Regions from separate parts of the Mus musculus genome. Here regions 2, 3 and 4 are each linked to region 1. The links are chromatin contacts, called in public HiChIP or PLAC-seq and promoter capture Hi-C maps. All regions are on one chromosome and are shown on one strand. The core of a region is the stretch at or near the end of the contact, and the rest is flanking DNA. Distances in the headings are between cores, read along the strand shown. Region 1 holds the start of Plxna1 (plexin A1). Region 2 has its middle 24 kb from the start of 4933427D06Rik. Region 3 has its middle 16 kb from the start of Gm36409. Region 4 has its middle 15 kb from the start of Gm36639.

What was found. Promoter capture Hi-C pulls out the DNA fragments that hold promoters and counts their contacts. HiChIP or PLAC-seq counts read pairs in DNA pulled down with a chosen protein or histone mark.
Region 2: a promoter capture Hi-C map of the C10 cell line shows a contact between it and region 1, with 8 times the contacts expected there. The contact joins the enhancer-like site here to the promoter of Plxna1 in region 1. A contact is called at or near these places in 4 of 39 promoter capture datasets (the C10 cell line, hippocampal neurons, liver and 1 more), 2 of 15 datasets of contacts at CTCF or cohesin (large pre-B cells and pro-B cells), 1 of 484 Hi-C or Micro-C datasets (bone marrow-derived macrophages), 11 of 115 datasets of contacts at active chromatin or transcription factors (SST interneurons, bone marrow-derived macrophages, embryonic forebrain and 8 more) and 3 of 9 other capture datasets (adipose tissue, embryonic stem cells and liver).
Region 3: a FOXA1 HiChIP or PLAC-seq map of pancreatic cancer cells shows a contact between it and region 1. The contact joins the enhancer-like site here to the promoter of Plxna1 in region 1. A contact is called at or near these places in 6 of 39 promoter capture datasets (3T3-L1-derived adipocytes, the SN4741 cell line, cranial neural crest and 3 more), 4 of 484 Hi-C or Micro-C datasets (the C2C12 cell line, bone marrow-derived macrophages and embryonic fibroblasts), 18 of 115 datasets of contacts at active chromatin or transcription factors (the NIH/3T3 cell line, SST interneurons, bone marrow-derived macrophages and 15 more) and 1 of 9 other capture datasets (adipose tissue).
Region 4: a contact with region 1 is called in an H3K4me3 HiChIP or PLAC-seq map of bone marrow-derived macrophages, with 4 times the contacts expected there. The contact joins the enhancer-like site here to the promoter of Plxna1 in region 1. A contact is called at or near these places in 4 of 39 promoter capture datasets (3T3-L1-derived adipocytes, the C10 cell line, pre-B cells and 1 more), 3 of 484 Hi-C or Micro-C datasets (bone marrow-derived macrophages and embryonic stem cells), 17 of 115 datasets of contacts at active chromatin or transcription factors (SST interneurons, bone marrow-derived macrophages, craniofacial prominence and 12 more) and 2 of 9 other capture datasets (adipose tissue and embryonic stem cells).

What each region holds. Positions count from the first base shown.
Region 1 is chr6:89,361,039-89,363,957 of GRCm38.p6, forward strand. It overlaps Plxna1 (plexin A1), which reads right to left and starts at 1,575. Exons shown (of 32, transcript NM_008881.2): 1 at 1,369-1,575. It overlaps Gm40415, which reads left to right and starts at 317. Exons shown (of 2, transcript XM_017321867.2): 1 at 317-360; 2 at 547-1,553. The coding sequence starts at 706. The coding sequence ends at 1,140.
Region 2 is chr6:89,070,564-89,073,495 of GRCm38.p6, forward strand. No RefSeq gene overlaps it. Among named protein-coding and RNA genes, the nearest start is that of 4933427D06Rik, 24 kb to the right of the region's middle. Within about 2 kb of position 1,343, at least 28 of the 459 cell types and tissues checked have an H3K27ac peak or open chromatin away from gene starts, as enhancers often do.
Region 3 is chr6:88,956,538-88,959,326 of GRCm38.p6, forward strand. No RefSeq gene overlaps it. Among named protein-coding and RNA genes, the nearest start is that of Gm36409, 16 kb to the right of the region's middle. Within about 2 kb of position 1,479, at least 31 of the 459 cell types and tissues checked have an H3K27ac peak or open chromatin away from gene starts, as enhancers often do. A contact at or near this core is called in pancreatic cancer cells, where this site is marked.
Region 4 is chr6:89,007,739-89,010,438 of GRCm38.p6, forward strand. No RefSeq gene overlaps it. Among named protein-coding and RNA genes, the nearest start is that of Gm36639, 15 kb to the right of the region's middle. Within about 2 kb of position 1,278, at least 136 of the 459 cell types and tissues checked have an H3K27ac peak or open chromatin away from gene starts, as enhancers often do. A contact at or near this core is called in SST interneurons, adipose tissue, bone marrow-derived macrophages and 8 more, where this site is marked.

The DNA.
Region 1 (2,919 bases), core at 325-2,824:
GTCTGGTTCCAAACCCAAGAACACATTCCTCAGCCAACACTGACCACACACCCCAAGCCTCCACCCATGCTGTCCTCTGTGCCTTTAGACACCTTCGGTGGGCTCCAAGCTGCCACCTCCCCTCTGCCTGACAGCCTAGCCCTGAAGCAGAGTCCCTGTTTTGCACCTCTGCCTAGGGCACTGGCTGAGTGCTTCCCCGACCCAGCAGACTCTTGGCCAGCCTAATGCAGCACTACCTCCTCCTGCTCACCCCCAACAAGCAATGGAGCTGGAAAACTGGGGGTGCTCTAGGAGGGCTGGAGAAGCACAGGATAGCACCACCCTGATGGGACTGAAGACCCGCAGCACCTGCTGGAAGAGGTAGGTAGCACCAGGAGCCAGAGCCAGAGGTAGGAGCCTGGCAGAGGGGCAGAGGCTCAGTTCGTTCCCATCCCCCCCCAACACACCCCTTTCTTTCAAGGGGCGTGGCCCCAGCACCCCACCGATGAGACTGAGAGGGCTCCGGCCACCTAGTAGCCTCTCTGAAGCCCTCTTGTATCCTTCCAGGGCAGCACCTGGGATCTCTGCAGGCAGAGGGGGCCTCCCAGGAATCTACACTCGCCCTTCCCTACAGCAGCCAGAGTCAGCCCATCACCGCCGCCGTCCTCGCCGTACACCAGGCCTGGGACCGTCCAGGAAGCAAGAGGGGAATCCTCCGGGGAAGGAATGACCCGTGGAGGCCCTGCGCAGGGGGAGGCCGAGGAGGCCCGAGCCGGCGTCCTCTCCGGTGGCACCGCACCGCCCCTTGCAGCCGGGTGGAGGGCCTGCGGGCCTGGGCTGGCTGCGGCGCCCACTCGCGCGCCGGAGCCGGAGGGGGCGGGGGTCCCCACGAAGCCTTGCAACTTCCACCCCACTGCCTCAGGCCGGCCCGAGGCGCAGCCAGGGACCTGCCCCGAATCCCGCGGCCCTGCCCGGGCCTGCCCAGCGCGGCGCTCGCCTGCGGCCCACGTCCCCACCCGCGGCCCGGTCCGACCCGGCGCAACACGGGCCGACATGGGCACCCGCAGGGCCCTTCCCGCGGGGCCACTGCAAACTTTCTCTCCTGCCTGGAGGAAGGGACCGCGACTGCGGCCACAGACATTGCGCCCCCCCGGATCGTAGGGCCCCGGACGTGCTGCGACCCGCCGGGACGCGGCAGCCCATAGCGGAGACCGCGCCCGGACACACGCGGGCGCCCGGCCGGAACCGCAGGACACGCCAGCCGCGGACACGCGCGCCGCAGTCCCCGCGCACACCCCCCTGGCCGCCGCCAGCGCCCCCCGGCCACTCGGGACCCCGGGCCGCGACGAGCCTCCCGCCGCCCGCGGGGAAAGTTGCGCCCCGACTCACCCGCCAACCCCGGGCGCGTCCCGCCGCTGGCCATCGTTGCGCCCCGCCGCTCGCCCCTCTGCGGGGCCGCCCACGCCGCGCAGGCCGCCCAGGCCGAGGCCGCCGCGCCCGGGCTCCGCTCCGCTGCGTGGCTGCGTCGCCGCTGCCCAGCATGAATGGGGCGCTGAGCTCCGCGCGGCTGCGGACCGGCCTCGCTCTCGCCGCCCCGCGGAGCGCCGTGCCGCGCGCATGCGCCGGCCGAAGCCGGGGGGCGGGGCCGGGGGCGGGGGCGGGGGCGGGGCGGGACCCGCGATGGCCTGCAGGGGGCGCTCGGCCCCGCGGCGAGAGCGCGCGCGGCGGGCCCCACCGCTTGCCTTCAAAGGGCGATGGCCACCTCAGCCTTAAAACTCTGGACTGGGGTGGGGGTGGGTGAGGTGGTCCGGGTGGTCCCAGGAGTCGATGCACTCTTTAAGGAGCACAGGCTGGAAGTACAGCTTTCGTGCACGGAAGGGTAAACTGAGTCCGGAGGAAGCACTTGCCCTGGTCCTATTGCTCATCTCTGCCTGCGCAACGATCGCTTAGGTGGGACCGGCACTGCACCCCGCAGGCCCCAGGAGGTGGCGCGTGCCGGGATGCCTAAGCTCAGAGGACGACTGTCCTGTCCGGTACGCGGTCCTGCAGCGGGGCGTGTTAGAACTACCCCAGCAGGATAGAGACCTCGCCGGGTCGATCGCGGGCGCGGGGCTGGCCTGCAGAGCTGGATTGCGCCAGGTCTCGGTCGGGTAGAGAACCTTTCTCAATAAGGTCACCCAGTGCAAGGCATCCAGACCAAAGCAGGCAGCTGTGCGCAGAACAGAACAGAGCAGTCAGAAAAGGTGGTCGTGGGAGGGGCGAAGGCTGACTGGGCACAGCCTGGGGGACCCAGTGCAGCTCATTCGGTAAGGACCATTGTCCGTACTCGTCTCCCAAGCAGTCATCACCCTCTTTCCCTGTGCTCATCCTTGCCTGGTTTTTCTTTGGGTGTGACCGTTTACATTTTGTCTCCCTGAATGACATATTCTTTTGTGTAGCTTGTTTGAGGATGCTATAGAAATGGTGTCCCGCCTTCCTCTCTGATAGGAATGCAGGGTCCTGTGGTCAGTCTTTGCTCTCACTGTGTGGCACAGGCTATTCTGGATAGTTAACCCTCTCTTCTGCTACTGGACTGGAGCCCCCTGCTCTAGACCTTGGTCTTTAGCTTCAACAGACGATGCAAACTTGGTTTTCCCCCAAGTGAAACCCCACCCCTCCACGTGATGGAGAAGTGTCAGCAACAGTGGGAAAGGTAATGGTTTGATTTTGCCAGGCTGAAAGTTGGTGCTGGTTCTTTTTGCTTCTGAATGGCGGTGAGACCCTTCTTCCACAGTTACACTTACCGTCGGACTCCACAGGCACTACATACTGAATGTACAAATCTCTGCTGTGCTGTACAAACCGGGTAGACAGACTGCGCAGGCCCTGTGACCTGCCCAAGCTCCCTCGCTGGTTGGTGGCAGAGCCTGGAGTCTGGCCCAGAGGTGCAGTTCAAACTGT
Region 2 (2,932 bases), core at 93-2,592, 290 kb before region 1:
CAATCTATACTGATTTTGTGTCTTGCCTTTGGAAAGTTGAGTTTCTGTCTACATCTGTTTGCTCAGAAGATTCACTCTCCAGTAATGCCGCAGATTTTGTTGTAACAGTTTCAAAGTGTCAACGCATACAATTGAGAGTGAAAACGTTGATTAGGCGAAGATGAACTGCTATGCTGTACATAGTCAGAACGTGATCCCTGCAAGGATGTTTACCTTGATGATAATTAACCCACCGTTTGCCTCAGGGATCCAGCTAGCTGCAGTTAGCTCAAGCTGTTACAGACACGGATGCATTCTTTAATATTGGGGATACAGTAAGGTGCACATATCCATGCAAAGCACTATGCACAACTAACTGACCCAAGCAGGCAATTCACTCCTAGAGAAGCCAGATTGGCTGCAGTGATCCAACCCCTGCAGAACACCATCACTCACTGCGGTGGAACTGTGTCTTTGTGGCTGCTACCTGACATTCCGGTGTTTGCTTTATGGCTTAGCTAGGTTTTCAGCACATCAGCAAGACTCAGTGTGACACTTCTTAGCCCTTTCATGCTGCTATAACAAAATACCTTAGGCAGGGTGACTTATGAGCAGCTAAATATTCAGGTTTCTTTCTTCTGGAGCCTGGGAAGATTGTGAGGAAGGAAGCAGCAGGCAGGTGTCTAGTGAGACCTGATCCCCATCCACATATCGTCACGTAGCAGAGGGACAAACAGCTTTCTTGGGCTGCACTCTCTCTTTTAAAAAATATTTATTTATATATATTTTATGTGGATGTATGTTTTGTCTGTATGTATGTCTGCACACCACATGTATGTCTGTGCCCCACATGTATACAATACCTGTAGAGGCCAGTAGAGGCGATACATTTTCTAGACCCGGAGTTACAGACAGCTGTGAGCTACCATGTGGTTACTGGGAACTGAACCTGGGTACCTGAGGTGAGCAGCCAGTGCTCTTAGCCACTGAGCTATCTCTCCAGCCCTACCTTGGGGGCTCTTTATAATGACATTCACAGGATTCAGCCTTCATATCCTTGTCCCTTCCAATGTCCCTCTCCTCTCACTGAGGATGAAGTTTCAGCACAGACATTTTGGAGGGACACTCACGTGTTTGGTTAACCACATAGGGGCTAGTCAAGTCTGTGAGTCCTCACGGTGCCGAGCATAAAATAAGACTAGTTATGAACAGATGGGTAAATAGGCAAAGGAAAGCATGAGGAAATGAAAATAAATATCATTTGTGTTTTAAACTCCCAGGGGAACACAATCTCCTAAGCTTGGGAGATACAGCTGGGAGGCCAAGGGAGGTGACCCAGAAGCTGAGGTCAGCCACAGCCTGTCAAGCCTCACTGGCTCAGAGCTAGGCGACAGGATTAGCTAGGTGGTCTGTGACAACCAGGCTTAAATGGAACAAAGGGCACAGTGAGGGAACAGCAGGGGCAGTGCCCAATGAGGCACCAGGACAAGCCCAGGCCAGGCCAGCTTCACTCTGCTCCGTTCTGATGCATCCTGGCTGTCCTTGATGCCCTGCAGACATCCCTGGTCAGGCCCCCTGCTCCTCCACACCTGCTTTGTAACTCAGGCTTCTCCCAAGCCTTGCAGCCACCAGAGCACTCACTCCCTTTCTCTCCTTCGATGGTTTTGAGTTGATATTGGATATTGTTTTCTGATTATACCATCGTTAATTGTACATCACTTAATGACGAGGCTGCACTCCGAGAAATGTCTCCCTGCATGACTCCGCTATCATGTGAACATCAGAGTGGATGTATGCACACTAAGATGGCTATAGCATCACCAGGAGAGCAAATCTTTTGTCCACTGTGGTTGTGCCTGTTGTTGGCTAAGACTCTGGTAGTAGTGCTGGCTGTGGTTAAAGCGGAGGAGAAGAAGGGAGAGCAGGCAGGAGGGAAGGAGGGAAAGGGGGTGGTTGAGGAGGGGAGAAAAGCAAATGAAGGAAGGGAGGGAGGGAGAGAGAAAGAAATAAAGGAAGGAAGGAAGGAAGGAAGGAATGGGGGAAAGGAGAGAAGGGGGAAAAGACAGAAGGGGTAGGAAAGGGAGGGGAAGAAGGGGAGGGAGGGAGCAAGGAAGCCACGCCTCTCAGCCATGAAGTCTGCACATAGCCAGAGCTGTGACTCCAGGCAGCTTTCCTCCAGTGGTGGGATTTCTTGCACTGAGTGGGGCCCAAAGGACACACCCCCATCTTGGGACTCACCTGCCCTGTGGCAGAGTCTCCTTGGGACTTCTGAAACTTCCTGTGCTGTGCCATACCACATGACAGTCAACCCTGCTGGATCCAGATTTCCCACAATTTATATTTCCCAGGTGACTCCAAAGTATGACAGCATCTGGGGATGACGCTGTGAGGACTCCTATGAGGGAGGCAAACTCTGGTCCTAGGTGAGGGGCAGCATCTGCTCAGAGCTGTTAAAATACAGACTCCTGGCCCCTGCCCTCTGCTGACTGCAAGGTGGTCTCCAGGTATTTTAAAGGCACGTTAGTTTATATGGGAAGCAATAAAAGTGGTAACAACCATTTATGCAGCTCTTAAGCTCACTCCATATTGATGAGTATGAGGGACAGTAATTGGTTTTTGATAGGCACAGAGTTCTCTGGAGGCTGCACTGCCTTAGGCTGGGGGTGTCGGGGGATGGTGGGGATGGTGAAGATGGTGGGGGATGGGCCAGCCCAAAGCACCTAGAATATTCTAGAAAATAGAAAATAACCATTGTCCCAAGCAAAGAATACGTCACCTGCTCCTTGTTCCCCTGGGGAGTGCTGAATGAGACCCAGGAGGAGAAGGAGTTTAAATCAGGGATGCTCTCAGGGAGCAGACCCTGTATTAGAGACTGCTTGATTGCTTCACGGAGAGGATACTTTGGGTTGACACAGTGTGTGTGGCTCCAAGTGGCTGGAGGCTTTGATTGTTT
Region 3 (2,789 bases), core at 229-2,728, 400 kb before region 1:
GGAGCCATACCTTAGTGAGCTTCCACTGTCTAGTGGGCTCCTTTATACCTCTAAGAATATTCAAACAACCTCGTCCTTATGCTTTTCTGTTTGAGCTCAGCAAAAGAGCTGGTTTGATCTTGTCTAGCACCGAGTGTAAGAGATGTCTTTTCAACTTGTACACATGCATGCCTTCTATAGTGGGCAGTGGGGTAAGCTTAAGAGCTCTTCTGTCTATGGAACTCACCTTCCTGTGAGAGCCAATGATTCTTTTGTCTGGAAAGTGACAGGTTTGGGTATCCCTAGGTGGGATAATCTTAGCATAAAACACTGAGGTGGAAGACAAGACCCGTTGACTGTTAGTAAGGAGGACTTGGCAGTCGTTTAGCCTCAGCAGTGAGAGAGGTCATAGAGAAGGATGTGAAAGAACATCTCCCTTGGTCTCACTTCCAGAGGAAGAGAATAGCACCAGTCATGAGATGCCTTGTGGTGAGAATGGTAGCTTAACCACCACCCCTGCCACATAAGTCACATCCAGTTGGGGGTGATATAATGACCTTTGTTACCTGTTTGAACTTTTAATGAACTTTGTTTTACCCTGTAACCCTGTGTGTTAGTTAGCTTTCTACTGCTGTGAAAAAATAACAGGGGGAATGGCTTGTTTGATTCGCACATTCAGAGGTTTCTGAGGCCCTAACATCATGGTGGAAGCACATGATGGAGCAGAACTGGTCATATCATGGTGGCCGAGAAGCTAAGAGACACAGGAAATGACTTGGCTCCCAATATGGCCTTCAAGACACACTTCCAATGCTCTGATTCTTCCCATCTACCTCCTAGAGGTTTCACTAACTCCCTATAGAAGCTGGAGACTTCTGGGGCGGGGAGGGTGTGCACTCATGAGTATAACACCTTGTCTCAGTGGCATGTGGGGGAATGCAGAGGGTCACTCCCTCAGGTGAGAATAGTGCAGTGTCACAGACACATGACCTGAGGTGGAGACAATGTGCAGATGCCTCTGAGAGAGAATGTCAGCACTAGCCCTGGAGGTCTCCGGGGACTTGAAGACATCTTCTGGGGTTTCCAGTCATATACAGTTCAACGCTGGGACCTTCTACTTTAGCTGTTCTGGCAGACACTGGTCCTGGGACTTCAAGAAACTCCTCGGGGTCTCCCTGGCAGCTGGTTGAGAAGTCTTAGTTTTGCTCGTTTTATATCAGCTGTGTCAGCCCTCTCCTCATCCCCATGAAGAAGCTGAGCCCATGCAAACCACCTTGTGAGATGTGATCAAACCCCAGGTTATTATTGCCAGTAACGCAGGCATGACAACTTAATGACAACAGACAGGTGATTAATGGGAACACAAATAGAAACAAGTCACAGTGAAATTTCTTTGTCATTTCCGTTAGCAGGTCAGATCTGGTTTTAGCACTGTATGTGGCCTGTACTTTCCCAAGATGGCCTTAATCATACCTTTTTCCCATGGGGTCCTCTGGCGCATGACCACAACACCCTTGCCTCACAGAGGTGTGGTTCAACTTCCTGATACTGTTTGAGTCAGAGGTGTCCTTCAGGCGTGTGTTTGGACACTCAGCCTTCAGCAAGTGGCCCCCCTCTACAGGCTGTAAAGCCTTTGGCAGGTGGGGCGTGGCTGGCAAAGTGGGTTGGTGGGAGAGGATGGGCCTTGAGACCTGGCTCCAGTGCTTAACTCAGTACTCTCTGCTTCCCACTTCCTGCTGTGATGCGATCCGTGACCTGCTCTGGGCACCATGAACTTTGACAAGACTTCCCCACCAGGAAGGACTGTACTGTCTCAGCCTGTGAGCCAGCAGAAACCTTCCTTCCCAGGTTGCTTCTGTCAAGTATTTTGCCACAATGATGAAGAAAACTGACCAATGCCCTCCCCTCCCTTGGATCTGGGTGTACATGGGTCTTCTTCAACATGGGCTTTGGCAACCGATGTGCTGTGGCATGTAGCCAGATGGCTGCTGCCTTCCTGTGGGGACACTCCTGCTGGGGTCTTGGAGCCACTAGAGAAGTACAGATGGGCTGTGGACAAGAGTGCTTGGTACGTCCTGTCCAGCCTTTGACCAGCCTCAGTGGATTGTGGTCTCACTCAGAGTCCATCTGAAGTTGTGCAGGAGGCTTCAAGTGGGACTGACTCAGTGGAGGGGCCAGCAAGGAATCCATGTGTAAAGCTAATGGGGCTTGTCCAATAGTACACTGAGTCTTAGTTAATGCTGTTAAGTAGCAGCAGTATCCGAAGCACAGTTGGCATTACTGTTGGACTCCACAAAAGACAGGTCTGGCGTGAACAACCATGCATACTTAGCCATGCAGTGTGCAGTGTGGGCGGTGGAGGGATGACCTGGTCTGTCCTCACTCCACCCTTACAGATGTACTCACAGGCATCACTTGCCTGAGCCTGTGTCCTCTTCTGTAAAGCGGAGATTCAAGCAGAGCTGTTATGTGAGGGTCATAGCTGGCACCAGCTGCCACAAATTGACACCTTAGATGGACTCATTCTCTCTGTTCTGTAGGCTATGCATTTGGGGTCAGGGCAGAACAGCCAGGGCTTCCTAACTTCTTGTTGTGTGTTGTGCGATTTCTTCTTTGGGCATACTTGAAGAGAGGGAGTGTGTCTCTATGAAGACACTAATTCTGTTGGATCAGATCCCCGCTCAAATTCATGACCTCATTTAACTGAAATTTATTCCTGATAGGTTTTATCTCCAAATATAGTATGAGGTGAGGATATGTTGTGAATGTGAAGTTTGAAGGAGACACAATTAGTTTAGGGTGAGGGGGTT
Region 4 (2,700 bases), core at 28-2,527, 350 kb before region 1:
CTGGGGCTTTCTTAGGAGCCTCTGAGTCCCTCTTCTGATGGTCTAGATCCTTATAGTAGAGACAGAGAAGATGGGGATTAGAAACCAGGAAATGGCTAATTCATTCATTCATTCATTCGTCCCTGTGCTTGTCCTGTTTGAAGCATGAAGACCACAACAGTGATCAGGCAATCCCTAAGGCCTCAGTGGTGGTTTGGGAAGGAGTCACAGTAGCAACGAATGACCAGTTCAAAGGTCCTGGGGCAGGAGCAAGCCGGCCATCGCAGGGAGCAGTTCAGAGGCCAGGATAGCTAGAATGATATGGTTGGTGGAACAAATGAAGTCAGAGCCGGGCAGGCACCGCGACCACTCAAGAGCTCTCTCTCAGTGAAGATTACAGACAAGATCTGATGTGCTCTTTAGAAGATTTTTCCCCCCAAGGCACAGGCATGAGAAGAAGAGGTTCAAGGTCAGAGTAGGGTCTAAGGTCACTCACTGTCTGGAGGTGGGAATGGAACCAGGGTGTGGCAGTGGAGGGATCTTACACTGACACATATCAGTGTGAGTCCGGCAGGATTGGCTTGTAGTTCTCTGTGGCAGAGCTGGAGAAGTGCAGGGTGGTACCCAAAGCACCTCTGCAGGTTCCTTGGGTGAGCACCAAGGCTCTGGATTTCTGTGGGGAAATAAGAAAGAAATCCTGAGGATTTCTTCTGTGGGGCTGGGCAGAGATTCAATCCTGGTGGGCACAGGGTGGAGGGTGAAAGAGCAGCCCGGACAGAGTAAGGCTCAGGGGGTGTGACTGGGACTTGGGTCTGGTCCTGCACCTGCTCTGACCACCGTATCTTTCAACCCCCTACTCTACTCTTTGCGAGCACAGTTTGTCTGCTATTAACTGGCTAGGCCCCCCAGTCACTAGCCTCGGCTGAGACTCTGCCCTGGCTCCCCGCCTCCCTGCTGTGGCAGCCTCTGGGATTCACAATTTCAGCCTGACACCATAGTAACCACTTAGTGCGGTTCAAGATTCCAGTGTCATCCCTGGTCGCGCTTGAATAGGATGAGGCAGGGTGGGGGAGGGGAGGGCCCTGCAGAACCGCAATTATTTCTCAGTTGCCAAGGAAAATGTAAACAGAAGGTCAGCCTTGGCGGAGACTCTGTTTTATTTTTCCCTTTGTAGGATGGGTTGATTTGGGGAGATTAAATTGTGTGTTATTTTTCTTCCTGGGCTTCCCATCCTCCCGTCGGCCCGTTGACAGAGGCAATACAGCTGCAGAGACTGGGACTGAGACTGCACCGCAGCTGCCGCTCCAGCCTGCCCGGAAGCTGGAGAAGCCCCGCCCAGCTGTCCCCACCCACCAGAGTGCAGCCCCGGAGCCTGACCTGGGATTTTAGCCTGAAGTCAGGGCGAATAGTGTGGGTGTGAACCCTCGGCTCAGCAGAGGAACCAGCCGAACTACAGGAAGCTAGAAGAATGACCTGACAACTCACAGAACAAGGGAAAACAAGGAATTGTGCTGATTTAAGTTGCTAAAGCCAGGCAAGGTGGCTCATGCCTTCATCCCAGCACTTGGGAGGCAGAGGCAGGCAACCTCTGTGAGTTTGAGGCTAGCTTGGTTTACAAAGCTAGTTTCAGGCAGCCAGGGCTGTTACCCAGAGAAGCCCTGTCTCAAAAGAACAAACAAACAAACAAACAAAAGTTGCTGAGACTCGGGCTAGTTCCTTAGGTGGCGAAAGTTCCCTGATACATCCTACTGTTCTCTCTGACCAGGAGGGTTTCTTTTGCAGGAGAGGGAGTCATTGTCCCCGGTTTCTCACGCTCTGGATGGCGACTAGGCCTCCCTCGGGAGGCAGTGGGGGCTCTGTTGCCTCGAGGAAGTCCTCCCTCGCCTTCACTGTAGACCGTATGCATACCAGATTGGAGTTGTCTTTAGTTGTGTGCGTGGGACTTCTACTTTGAACTCTTCCAGAGAAGGGTCCTGCCATGTTTGAGGTCCCAGCCCTGGTGTCAGTCTTAATTTCAGTTGCTGCATCGGGGACCTGGGAGAGATGCTTTCAGATAGACTTGGCTGTTGCCTCTGGTCTCGGGTTATCATCTGGCCTGGAGGCTGGACCCTGTGAGGAACCAGCTTTACACTTGGCTCAGGAGCACCAGAATCCATCAGGACTGAAAAATACTGCCTGCCATCTACCTTCACCAAGCCTTGAGCTGACCTTATTAGACAGCCGCAAGAGGGAGAGGGAAAAGGAGAGGAGGAGGAAGCTGCCAACAAGGTTTCTGGCATCAGGGGGCCAGTTTCTTCAGCAGCTCCTGAGTGCTTCTTCCTACATCTTTCCTGGATATGGGAATCACAATGGAACCAGATGTGAGCTGGAGGGTCCTGATGCCAGTTAGCTCTGCACGGCCAGAGCCCTTTAACCATGGCTTTAGGAAGCCTGTTTACTGTGGAGACCCAAAATTAACTTTGTGCTGCAGGGTTAGGCAGATCTAGCAGCCTCCTGGCTCAGCAGCAGGGAGAACTCTGGTGGGGTGCTTGCTCTCTCTTCCTGACCTCTCCCACCAAGGATGTTTGCACTTTGTAACCTGGGTGCTACCCAACCTCCCTCACCCCCTGGAGGATCCAGCTCCATGCTGCCTAGAAAACCCAGCCTGGAGGCTCCACAGGCCACAGCTGGCCCTGGTGGAGTGTGCCTGCTCACTGAGCTCCAAGTCCTTCCTTCGCCTCC